Linked DNA regions of Mus musculus: region 1 is linked to region 2. A link is a contact called in public Hi-C data. All regions are on one chromosome and are shown on one strand. The core of a region is the stretch at or near the end of the contact, and the rest is flanking DNA. Distances in the headings are between cores, read along the strand shown.

Evidence for each region. A called contact is a pair of places that touch in the nucleus more often than the background predicts.
Region 1: a contact with region 2 is called in a Hi-C map of cerebellar granule neurons, with 1.6 times the contacts expected there. The contact joins the enhancer-like site here to the promoter of Adamts18 in region 2. A contact is called at or near these places in 1 of 39 promoter capture datasets (epiblast stem cells), 5 of 484 Hi-C or Micro-C datasets (cerebellar granule neurons, cerebellum, nephron progenitors and 1 more), 3 of 115 datasets of contacts at active chromatin or transcription factors (all in embryonic stem cells) and 3 of 9 other capture datasets (adipose tissue, liver and pancreatic islet).

The regions. Positions count from the first base shown.
Region 1 is chr8:113,883,938-113,889,183 of GRCm38.p6, reverse strand. No RefSeq gene overlaps it. Among named protein-coding and RNA genes, the nearest start is that of Adamts18, 38 kb to the right of the region's middle. Within about 2 kb of position 3,818, at least 9 of the 459 cell types and tissues checked have an H3K27ac peak or open chromatin away from gene starts, as enhancers often do. A contact at or near this core is called in cerebellar granule neurons, cerebellum and epiblast stem cells, where this site is marked.
Region 2 is chr8:113,846,475-113,852,266 of GRCm38.p6, reverse strand. Adamts18 (a disintegrin-like and metallopeptidase (reprolysin type) with thrombospondin type 1 motif, 18) reads left to right here and starts at 3,428. Exons shown (of 23, transcript NM_172466.3): 1 at 3,428-3,880; 2 at 3,983-4,073. The coding sequence starts at 3,791.

The sequences.
Region 1 (5,246 bases), core at 2,569-5,068, 37 kb before region 2:
GGGGGGGAACCAGATAGCATTCTTTTTGAACCTTTCAAATGGGTCTCACTCTTATCTGGGATAGTTTCCTTACATGCATGTATGCATGACTAAAACTCCACTAAGTAGGACCATGTGTTGATCTTTGAAACTCCCTCTATACCCAGCTCTCTCTTCTCTGTCATTCTGCCCTACCTACAGCAGCCACTGCAGTCCTCAGATATGGATGCTCAACTTTTCAATTCAGTTCTTCAGATTTTACCAGTGTTTCTGAGCACCTTACACTGCTAACCCATATGAAAAAAAAAAAAAAAAAAGCAAACTGGGATGTAATGTTTTCTTTCTAACATTTCACTCATAATTTTACATACAAGATCTTCAAGACCCATCATTTTGTCTCATTTTATTTGTTGAATTCTTTCAAATAGCATGTGTGTGTGTGTGTCTTGTTCATCTATTTTGTCTGCAAGACATCTACTTTTGTCTGTCTTCTAATGTCTTACTAATTCTCATTAATAGTCTTTGCAATTGTAAGCCATTCTTTATTTTATAGGAAAGGAGGAAAGACACATATTGGCAGCACAGTTCTCTGGTCTCACATAGTTTGTACTGGCAGAGCTCAAATTCAACCTTACAATTTGTCTCAAGGAAGTATAGGAATGTCAGTTTGCCTATGTGACTTTCTCTGCTTTGTATTTTCTTGGCTTCTATGCTCTGGGGGCAGTAGGAGATGGAGGGAGATTAGAATGGAAAACAGGACCAGTAATCACTCTTGGGAGCCACTACAAGCTAGTTCCCTGGGTATGTAAAAATTAAGAAAGGGTGGAAATATGAACATATGTTCCAGATATTGGGACCACACCAGTAAGAGTCATTCATTCTTTTTCCCTCTTAGCAATCACTGTGCCAAATTGGAAGCATCCTTAATACTCTGTGTCTCTGCCAGCCTCAAAACCAAGCAAGCAAACAAAAACTGTTCAGTGGGAAGAATATATAAAATTTTGAGTTTCAAAGCACAAACTAATGTTTAAAACAGAGACAACATTGAAGAGTTCTATTATCAGTTCCCTCCTGTTGACTCAGGGATGAGCCTCTGACAGGAACACTGATGTGTAGGCTTGAATTCTTCAATACAGAGAAATACACACTCAGAACTGAACAATTCCTTTAGTCTCAAGTCCCCTACTCTGTAGATACATCCACCAAATGCAGGACCATTTGGTGGGTGTAGAATGCAGACCCTAACAATGAATAGAACCATGGTTTCCCAATCAGAAAATTGGTCTGGCTTTCAGCTCGGTCTCCCAAGGTCGATGATCTGAAGATCTTGAGGAGCTGGGCATCATGGTACACATCATTAATTTCAGCACTTGAGAGGCAGAGATTGGCAGCTCTGAGTTTAAGGCCAGCCTGGTGTACAAAGTGAGTTCCAGGACAGCCAGGGCTACACAGAGAAACCCTCCTTGAAATACAAACAAACAAAATCTTCTTCCGGGCCTCATTCATGTAGAACTGAAATTAAATGGTTCTATATTTGGGGACACAGAATTAGAAGGCTTGAGTCAACATTATCTGTAAGTATTGAAAGCCATGGGAAAGAAAGTTCTGGCCCAAAGAAAATTGGGAGACAAGGCAGAATAGAAACCTAGCCAGGGTTAAGAGCAAAAGAAAGATAAAGGTCTAGGGCCCAAGAGGAAAGGGGTTATCAGAGTGTAGCCATCTGGAATCCCAGATCTGAGGTTGGATTTAAATCTGAAGTCAGTACCTGGACCTTTCAGCTGCATCATTCAACAAATCTTGCCTTGTGTTTAAATGGCTATGATCTGAGATGCTTTCACTTGCCACCAAAAGTGCCCTAGTAAATTCAGAGGCAGTTGCCTCATGTGAAGACCTTGAGTTGGTAGGGGAGCCAAGACAGGAATTCTACTCAGAGTGTTTCAAATATGCCAGACAGTGAGAGACTTTAACACTGTTTTTTGTTTGTTTGTTTGTTTGTTTTGTTTTTTGTTTTTTTCCCAACTTGAAGTGAGAAAAGACTGCTCCACTACACAAAACTCACCACTATTATTATTTTCACACATATAGCTTGGTGCTAAGTGAAGAGACTAGTGTTGAAATATCTCTCTCTCTCTCTCTCTCTCTCTCTCTCTCTCTCTCTCTCTCTCTTTCTCTCATTTTTAAAAAAAGAATTGTCAGGCATTTTAATACTTTTTTTTTTAAAATTAGGTCATTGTGCTGTCTAAGTTTGCCTTGAACTCACTGTGTGGCCCAGGCTGGCCTAAATGTCATGACAATCCACCTGCCTTCAGAGTGCTGGGATTACAGGTGTGCGCTCCAGGGAATGACCCAGGTGAAGACTCAGAGCTGGTAAATGCTGTAGTTAGCTTTCTCAGATGATGGCAGCCTGACTTCAAGCGATGCACTTGGCTGCTGTTCCATCCTCCCCTGGGCTCCTAAGTCCACATCCCTCTGCTTGTGCACCAGATGTCCTGGAGATGCTTTCCAGACAGTGGGTAGACCAGATGTCCTGAAGATGCTCTCCAGCCAGCAGGTAGACCAGATGTCCTGGAGATGCTCTCCAACCAGTGAGTAGCGGCACTGTATGAGTGCTTAGTTTCTGCTTTCCTTCAAATTTCTCACTTAACAGTGAAGGCAGATGGAAGCTTAATTTTAGGATAGAGAAATGTGTGAATTCCAAGGTTTTTTTATATTATTATTATTCAAATGATTTTTCTATTTAACCTACATCATTTGCTCTAATTAACAGACTGTTAATTGAAGTTACTGAAGGTGAATTCTGATGCACAGAAGACATTCTTTTGTGTGGTCCGTGAGTGTATACACTGTGTGGACTTGTGTGGAGACCAGAGACCGTCTTCCCCAATCACCATGTCTCTCCCTGAGATCACTCATTGGCTTTACTGGCTCAGGAGGAAACCTCTAGCTCTGCCTGTCTCAGATACCTAGTACTGAGGTTATAAGCATGGGCTCACATGACTGATATATTTTTTTTTATGTGGGTCCTGGAGATTTTGAACTTTAGTCCTTGTGATTTTGCAGCAAACATTTTATCCACTGAGCCATCTCCTTAGCTGCCTGTGAATGGTGAATGGTCTTAACATTTGTTTCCAGAGGGACTTTCTAAAGCATAGTAGGTACCATTTATAGACAGTTCTTGCTGAATCAGGAAATCACTTCACTGAGTATAAACCAAATCCATGTGCCTTTCAAACAAGCTTGAGTTGACAAATTTCCAGTTACCATGATTAGAAAATGTGCTGGAGCCCAAGGGGTATGAATTTGGGACACTGCAAGCTTTGATCTCTGAATGGGTACTGCATCTGCATGCCACCATACCGGACAGATTCCTGTTGAGACAAGTGAAGTAATTTCCCTATGGTGTTTTTTTTTTTTTTTTTTTTTTTTTTTTTTTTTTTTGCTGTTGTTCAAAAGTTAGTAGACCTTCAATTATCAGTGGGACCAGATCCAATAAACAAAATGACACAGACACTTCTGGCATTTGGTACAGTGGCTTTTGGGTTTTTTTTTTTTTTTTTTTTTTCCCAGCAGAAGGGTTGAGTGCAATGTTCCTAGGGTAACTGAAAAGTACTTGGTAGGGACTGCGTGTTTAGACAGGGTGGGCCTGGGAAGCATTCACAGAAGGCCCACCCTGGGTCTGGCCTGTGGGAACAGTAAACACAAGGAAGTCTCCTATGTGATCAGAAGGAAGAGGCCATCGTCCAGCTCTCAGGAAGAATGGAACTGCATGGTCTCCAGTGGCTCGAGGATGGAGTTATCTCACTCCTGATTGTCATTGTCACACAGGTCTTTCTCACACACCAGATGGACTCTGCCTTGGAATTGGCAGTCTGAGGCTTCTCTTGTCCCACTTGGCAAATACTTACAGGATGAGAGTGTGGCTAGAAATGGGGATTACTGCCTCCAACCTGCTTGGACAGAGTCAGTAGTGGGTGGGAGGGCAGGGAGCACTGGATCCCTATACCAGTTGTGCCACTTCCAAGTCCTGTGCATTGGGGGAGAGCCCATCTCTTCTCTGAGTTCTTCCTGTAACACACTATGGCTTAAACAGACCTTAAGGATCATCGAATGAAACAAGCTGCAGCTCCAAAGATGAAGAGGCCATCGGAGGGACCATTGTTCTGTGTCTTATAGATCTGAGACAGTCCAAGCCTGTTCTTGACTTTGGGGAGGAAAACAAGGTTACAGAATGCAGTAAGGTCATTTGCAGGCAAGTGGATTCAATGAGAGATTAGCATATTAAGTCAATCAAGTACATTGAGGGAAGGCAAGCATTTCATCTTTCCTCTCACTCGTAGGTCTTGTTCTTTATAGGCACACAGTTGCACATGTGGAGGTGATATAAATACAAGTAAAAACATTCAGGAGAGCAGGTAGGACTAATGGAAAGGTGGGGAGAGGGAGTGGACATATGTGGATAATGCTCTAAAGGACATGTAGTACATTTGTAGGAAACTACCTTGTAGAACTCCAATCTAGTGAAATAAAAATTATATAAAATAAAATGACACACAGGACAAGCAGGCTATAGGACAGACAGAACTATCCAGCCAGCAGCTGAACTGGCAGCTCTTTGATCTTCCTTCCTCTTTAAGTTAGATCACTGTTCCTGTCCCCTCAGATACAAATGCATAAAAGAAATCTTTATATATCATTTGCCATAATAAGAATTTTTAAATACTATGTTATTTATATTATTTTCACTGTTTTATTATTTTTTAATCACTATCTAATTAGACAGTTTTGCCTGCCAAAGGTTCTTCCCCTGAGCTGGCTCTTTCCCTAATGCTCTCTTAATCTCCCTTTTAAAAGAGAAGGATAGAAAAGACACGCTGGGGCCCGCGAGCCCAAGCAGAACTTTCCCTTGATGCAATCAGCAAGTAGGAAAGTGAGTCTCTTCTCAATTGTGTTCGATCCCTGGGGTGGCATTGTTCTTTTGTTGGGGTAGGGAAAGCCATCTCTAGAAACCCCGCTGGTGGTACTTTGTCCTCATTTCCTGAATAGGAATGGGGAAATTGCAGGCTCTCTCCTACCTAGCCAGCTACTCAAGCAAAGGCCTGTATATTGCAAAGATTTCCTGCTAAGGGGCTCACTCACCAGCCAAGTCTTCTCAGCTAGATCCAGGCCGCTGAGAGAGACTCAGCCTCTGAAACAAGCGGCTGGACCTGAGGAACAACAGTCAAGGTTGTCCTCTGGCTTCTAGGATTCTCACGTCCATGCCCCTGCCC
Region 2 (5,792 bases), core at 2,179-4,678:
TTCTTGACCTGGATGGGAGGAGATATATTACCAAAGACATATTGCTTTACAGAATAAGAAGGGTAAGTTTATGTCACTAAATATAAAACCAACACCTAGACTTTACCATTGATTTTAAAGCAGAGGTGATAAGGAAGAAAATTAAATATTTTTTCTGTATGTCAAATGTTTCTGTTTTCCATTTCTTTGCTTTTAGCTCTTATTCCATATTTGAATATCATCTGCATGCCACATTCTGGGCTAAGACCGAAAAACATGTATTGGCTTCTTATGAACTTTAATGGTTATTACAGTGTTTTAGATTATAGTTTGAAAATCACCTAAACTTTGCAAAATATTTCCAAATGACCTAGAAATGCTACAGAATCCCCATCTTCAAGGCTAGATGCTCTGCTGACGACTCTCTGTCGCCATCTAGAGGTAGTCCACACATATTGCAGGCCCAGTTCTTAGGAAATTCAGTGTCTAAAGTCATCCAAGAAGGTAGGGCTTTGCAAATGTTCGTTTATCCACTCTGCAGGAGAGACTGGAAACTTTCACCTTTACATGAAAACAATTGGAATTTTGACTGTTATATTTACAGTGTTACAAGAAATGAGTCTCAACCAGAAAGACATGGAGGCAGAAGAACCACCTACATTAAGAGGCCAAGGACCTCATTGGACGAGTACCCGATGACTTCATGTTGATAGAGAAGCGATTAAGATTAGGAACGACACTTTGCATTTATGTCCTCGCCTGGGCAAGACCTTCCTCACCTTCACCCTGGGAACATCTGGATGTCTGTCCTAACTGTGTATATATGGTGATTAATATTGACGGACAGTTTGGCAGGATCTAGAATCACCTAGAGGTGAGCCTCTGGGCATGTCTATGTGGCCGTTAGCAATCTAGAAGATTGAGCTAACTGTTGAGGTGAAAACCTCACTCTAAATATGGTTGGCATCAGGCCACATGTGGGTGGAATCTCAAGTTGAAAAAAAGGAGATAGTGCCTTCAATATGGGTATTGCTTCCTTTCTGTGGACACAACGTAACCAGCTGCCTATCTCTCCTGATAGCATGAAAGGTATCCCTTCTAACTATGAGCTAATACAAACCCTCCCTCTCTTATGTTGCTTTATCCTCGGATACTTTGTACTTTGTCACAGTCCTGAGAAAAGGAGCTGATTTGGAGTGGTACTGGTATGTAGTTGGTGAAGCCAGAGGGAGACTGCTAAATACTGGATGGTTACAATGCACAGGGAGTCCCCATCACAAAGAGTTGTCCATGTCCAAATGTAGTAGTGCTTAGACTGACACTTAACATAGACTATGTAATTTAGAGCTGTTTCCTTGGATTCTACCCTTGAACTTAGTCACTGAGGGGACCTGGAGTGATGTGGATAATTCTTGTTGCAAACTCATCTTAGTCTGTGGAAGAACATTAGCCAAGGACACAGTTATTATGCGCTGATTGTGGGTAGACCCTTCGCCCCTCCAGTTTCCTTTTGAGTTTCCTTGGTGCTGTGATTGGCAGCATCCTTGACAACAGTCCTTCTTTCCTGTTTAGCCTGTTGGTTAGTCACATGGTGGGGTAAATTTTTACTGCATGTCTTTGATGTCTAATTTCCTTTAGTATCCAGTTCTTCCGTGAAGCTACCCAAGGCGTTAAGTCACCCCATGTCATAATCTGCCGGATGCTCATGTCTGGATCCTAGACTCAATGGATCCTGGTTCAGCATTGCAGGCATGATGCACATGTAAGTTTCGCTTAACATATTATACAAAGAAATTCCCTCCGTTCGTACTTTCAAAGCCTACTTATGAAATGCATAGAAAAATAGACTTAGTTCTTACAATAACCTTTAGATCTATCATGATGGTTCCTGTTTAACATTTTGTAGGACAGGGGCCCTGGGAAACCCCAGTGGTTACAGAACCAGATGTTTCTCACTTTGAAGCCACGCCTTACCCTTCCAGCAGACATGTGCCACATTCTGCCTCTACAGCCCACGTTTAGCATCCACTCACTGTTGCATCAGTGAACAAGGCTGTGTATACTGAGCAATCACTTCTAAGACTGGCATGGACCTCATTTAGCTGGTATTCAGGGAACTGAGCAGGGCTGTCTCCTGTTACCACGCTTGGGTGTAAGATCTATCATGGCACACTCTAATGCTGGCAATAGTAGCGTAACTTTCTCCTCCATGACTTGCCTCGGTACCCCTGACCTGTCTACATAATCAACAAGCTTCCTTTTGGCTGATTTTTGGAGCTGATATATTCCCTACCTACACACAACACACATTCACTGAAATCTAATTGCTTTCCTGCATCCACCATACCTGCAGGAGATTTGTCTCCTGCCAATACCTTTCTCACCTAGCCACTACATGGTTTTGTTTCTGACCTGTTTAACACTTCCTTCATAGCCATGACAACAAACACCACCACCACCACCACCAACAACAACAACAACACCCTTTCCTACTTCAAGCTCTTCATGTAGACCTAATTTGGGGGCTTCCCCCTTCCCCAGTGGCATCTATAAGAGATGTCTCATGTCTGACAAGTTTTCTCCCTGCCTCCCTCCCTCCTCTCTCACAACTTCAACCTTTCTGGCTTAAGAGCCCCTTTGTGATCCTTACAGATACTTGCAATCACAGATTTCTATTACTGTTTTACTGTGGCTCAGCTACCCAATGAAGGTCTTGTTCCTCTGGCCTATGAAAGGCTATATTTTCTTCCTCACTACAAACTGTAGAGATCATAAGAATCAATTAAATGCATTGAGGAAATGGCTAGCCATACAGAATAGGAGGTACCGCATGCCCACCACAAAGCTGTTTCTTAGGACTAATACAAAGGGGTTTGGGTGTCTGGGGACAAGATTCAACTTGTTAAAAAGAAAGCATGGAAAAAACCATCTCAGAGAAGGGGTGTGGGGGAGGGTTCACACACCGGAGACAGTGACTACTTATTCACTGCCCACTGTCTATTCTTCAACTGCTCTGGATGGGATAGTTGCTGGTGGGATTCTGGGCAGCAGGGAGATCTTGAGTTCGCAAGAGCTTCAGGTCGTACATCTTTTCATCAAAGGTTCAGGGTTCCCACCTGGTCAGGGCAGGGGCAAGGATGTGGCACAAGAAAGAGAGCTGCAGAAAGTTTCCAGCAAGCCTTGGGTTTCTTCACCCTGTCACCAGAAGACACGTCTGAAAGTAACGCCTCTTACCTGCGCCTCCAGCGTCCAGGCTCATCTCTCTGTGCGCCTGAGCTAGGATCCCAAGGCGGACCCTGAGAGCTGCCCTCCCTCTCCTGGCGGTGTGTCCGTCCCTCCCTCCCCTTGACTCCCACCCGGCCTCCCCGCCCCCTCTGTTCCCTCCCTCGGAGCCCAGGCCTAGAAATCCCACGCCCTTTACTGCACAGGAGCTCGGACGAACCCGGGGAAACCTCCGGTCGCCAATCACGGAGCGGAGGAGAGGCGGGCGCTCGGCTCTAGCGCGCTGGGGGAGCCAGCTGGCTGCTCTGTGCGAGCCGCACACAATCACTCTGATACCGACAAGCGCCCAGACCCGCGAGCATCACCAACAGAGTTTCATAGCCACAGGCGCTGCAGACCGGGCTCTGGCAGAGCTCCCTACACCCCGAAGCACCTCAGGCCCGCGAGGCTAGAGCAGGGAGGAGGCTCGCAGGCTCTCGTGCTGCCATGTGAGCGGCGGCGGCCACTCGCACCTGGCGCCACACCTGGGGCTCCGCTGCCCGCGGGGGACAATGCGCGCCTGCCACAGTCACCGCGTCCGCACCTGACCATGGAGTGCGCCCTCCTGTGCTTGTGCGCCCTCCGGGCCGCAGGTCCCGGGCCGCCGTGGGGGCCCGCGGGACTGGGGCGTCTGGCCAAGGCAGGTGCCACCACCGAGGGGCGCGCCGCACAGCGGGGACGAGGGAGGCGCCCGCCCCGCGACGCTGCTCACGCGGCGGTGTCACCCTTTTCTTTCTTGCAGGCACTCCAGCTGTGCTGCTTCTGCTGTGCTTCGGTGGCCGTCGCCTTAGCCAGTGACAGCGGCAGCAGCGGTGGCAGCGGATTAAATGATGGTTCGTATTTACCCTCTCTCTGGGTACTCCACCATCCCACAAGGGTTTCCCCTTGCACTTTGGTCCCCTTTGTGTTAGCGTGAGATGTGGTAGGTTAAGGAGCATCTCCTAACCTGGCAGGTGTGTGCTGTCTGAGCAAAAGGCTCCCTGGTTAGAAAGAGGGAAGCGCAGCAAGGTCCTGTGAGCTTATCAGAAAATCAGTGCCTCAAGCTACGAGTCACAGAGATGAGAAAATAATTTCCCTCTTTCACAGATGGCTTGTTAAGAAAAATAAATCCGAACTTAAGTAAGAAATTAGAGAGGAAGTGGGCACCGGGTGGGGAATTGATAAAAGGCTCCTTCGTTTCCTTCCTCCGCTGGGAAAGCCACAGATTGAGGCTGAGAGGGGTGAGTGTCTCCCCTCCCCCACTCCACCCGTGTTTTCCTTACTGCTGGTTTCCCACTGAATACTCTCTCTTCAGTGACATCGCCTCACGGATGCCCAAAAGATGTCTTCTTTTGGGGGAACACCCTGTCGCAAGGTGCTTTAAGTCCCCCCCCTTTTTTTTTCTGTCTTCCAGCTTCAAAGATCTAGCACACGCTTCGGTTTTCTCATTTATTAACTCCACAGAACTCATAGAGAGAGAAAAACCCTTGTTCTCAGTGTCTCCCACTAGCAGCAAGAGGACAATTGATGTTTGCCCAGGGCTCTTTAGCAAGACCTTACAGGCCACCATGGCTTTCTGGGGATTCTAAATTTTTCATCTTTGTAGAATTGAGTCCTCTTGTCCTGGTGCAAGGGCTGACTCTGGGACTGAAAGCCACTAGAATTATGTGTAAAAGCTTCCAGAGATTGGATGTTTGGAGAATAGGAGACCCAGAAATGAACTGGACCAGCCAGAGTCTATAGTTTCTAAAACTTCCTTCCTGTTCCACCAGGATCTAATGGCTGGGGAGCTCTTCTGTCCCAGGCGTGGCCCGAAAGTACTTCTGTATTTTGTTTTTGGAGGCAGAGTCTCATGTAATCTAGCTTTGGAAAAGATGACCTTGGCCTTAGGGTCCACCTCCTTATTGCATGCCCAACACACCTGGTTTATGTAGTGATGAGGATTGAACCCAGGGCCTCATGCATGTCTGACAAGAACTCTGCTTACTAAGCTATATTTCCCAGCCCCTGAAAGGACCATAAGTAGCTAGCAGAGCACAGCACATTGGTTCCCCCACCCCCACCCCCCAACCTCTCGGTGCTCCCTCTCCAAGACAGGACTGAATGTAACCAACAGCCTGTATGTTCCTCTCTTGGAAACAAACTTGTAGCAGGTGTCTGGGGTAGGTAGGGGGTGAGGGGTCTAGATGATTGGCTAACACGCCTACATGGTCTTCCAAGTAAGAGCAGGTGCAATCTCAGATGGCCGTGCACAAGGAGGTAAGAAACACACACTGTAGAAACCGGAAACACACACTGTAGAAACCGCACATATGTTGGAAAAGGTTATTATGTAGTTAGGTATGACTGGTAGATAGAGAAAATGGGTTTTCCCTTTTTAAAAAAAAAAGCGAGGAAAGAAAGACGGCTTTAATCAAAAGCTACATACCTGCAGAACAACATATCAGAAATTTTTGAGAACTAAGATGTGTGCTGCTCAGTTTTAAGGGAAAGAGAAGGGAAACACATTTTTTCCTTTTATTTTCTGAAGAATATGTCAATGATAGGGTGTTTCTAGTTTCAAGGAGAGAAGG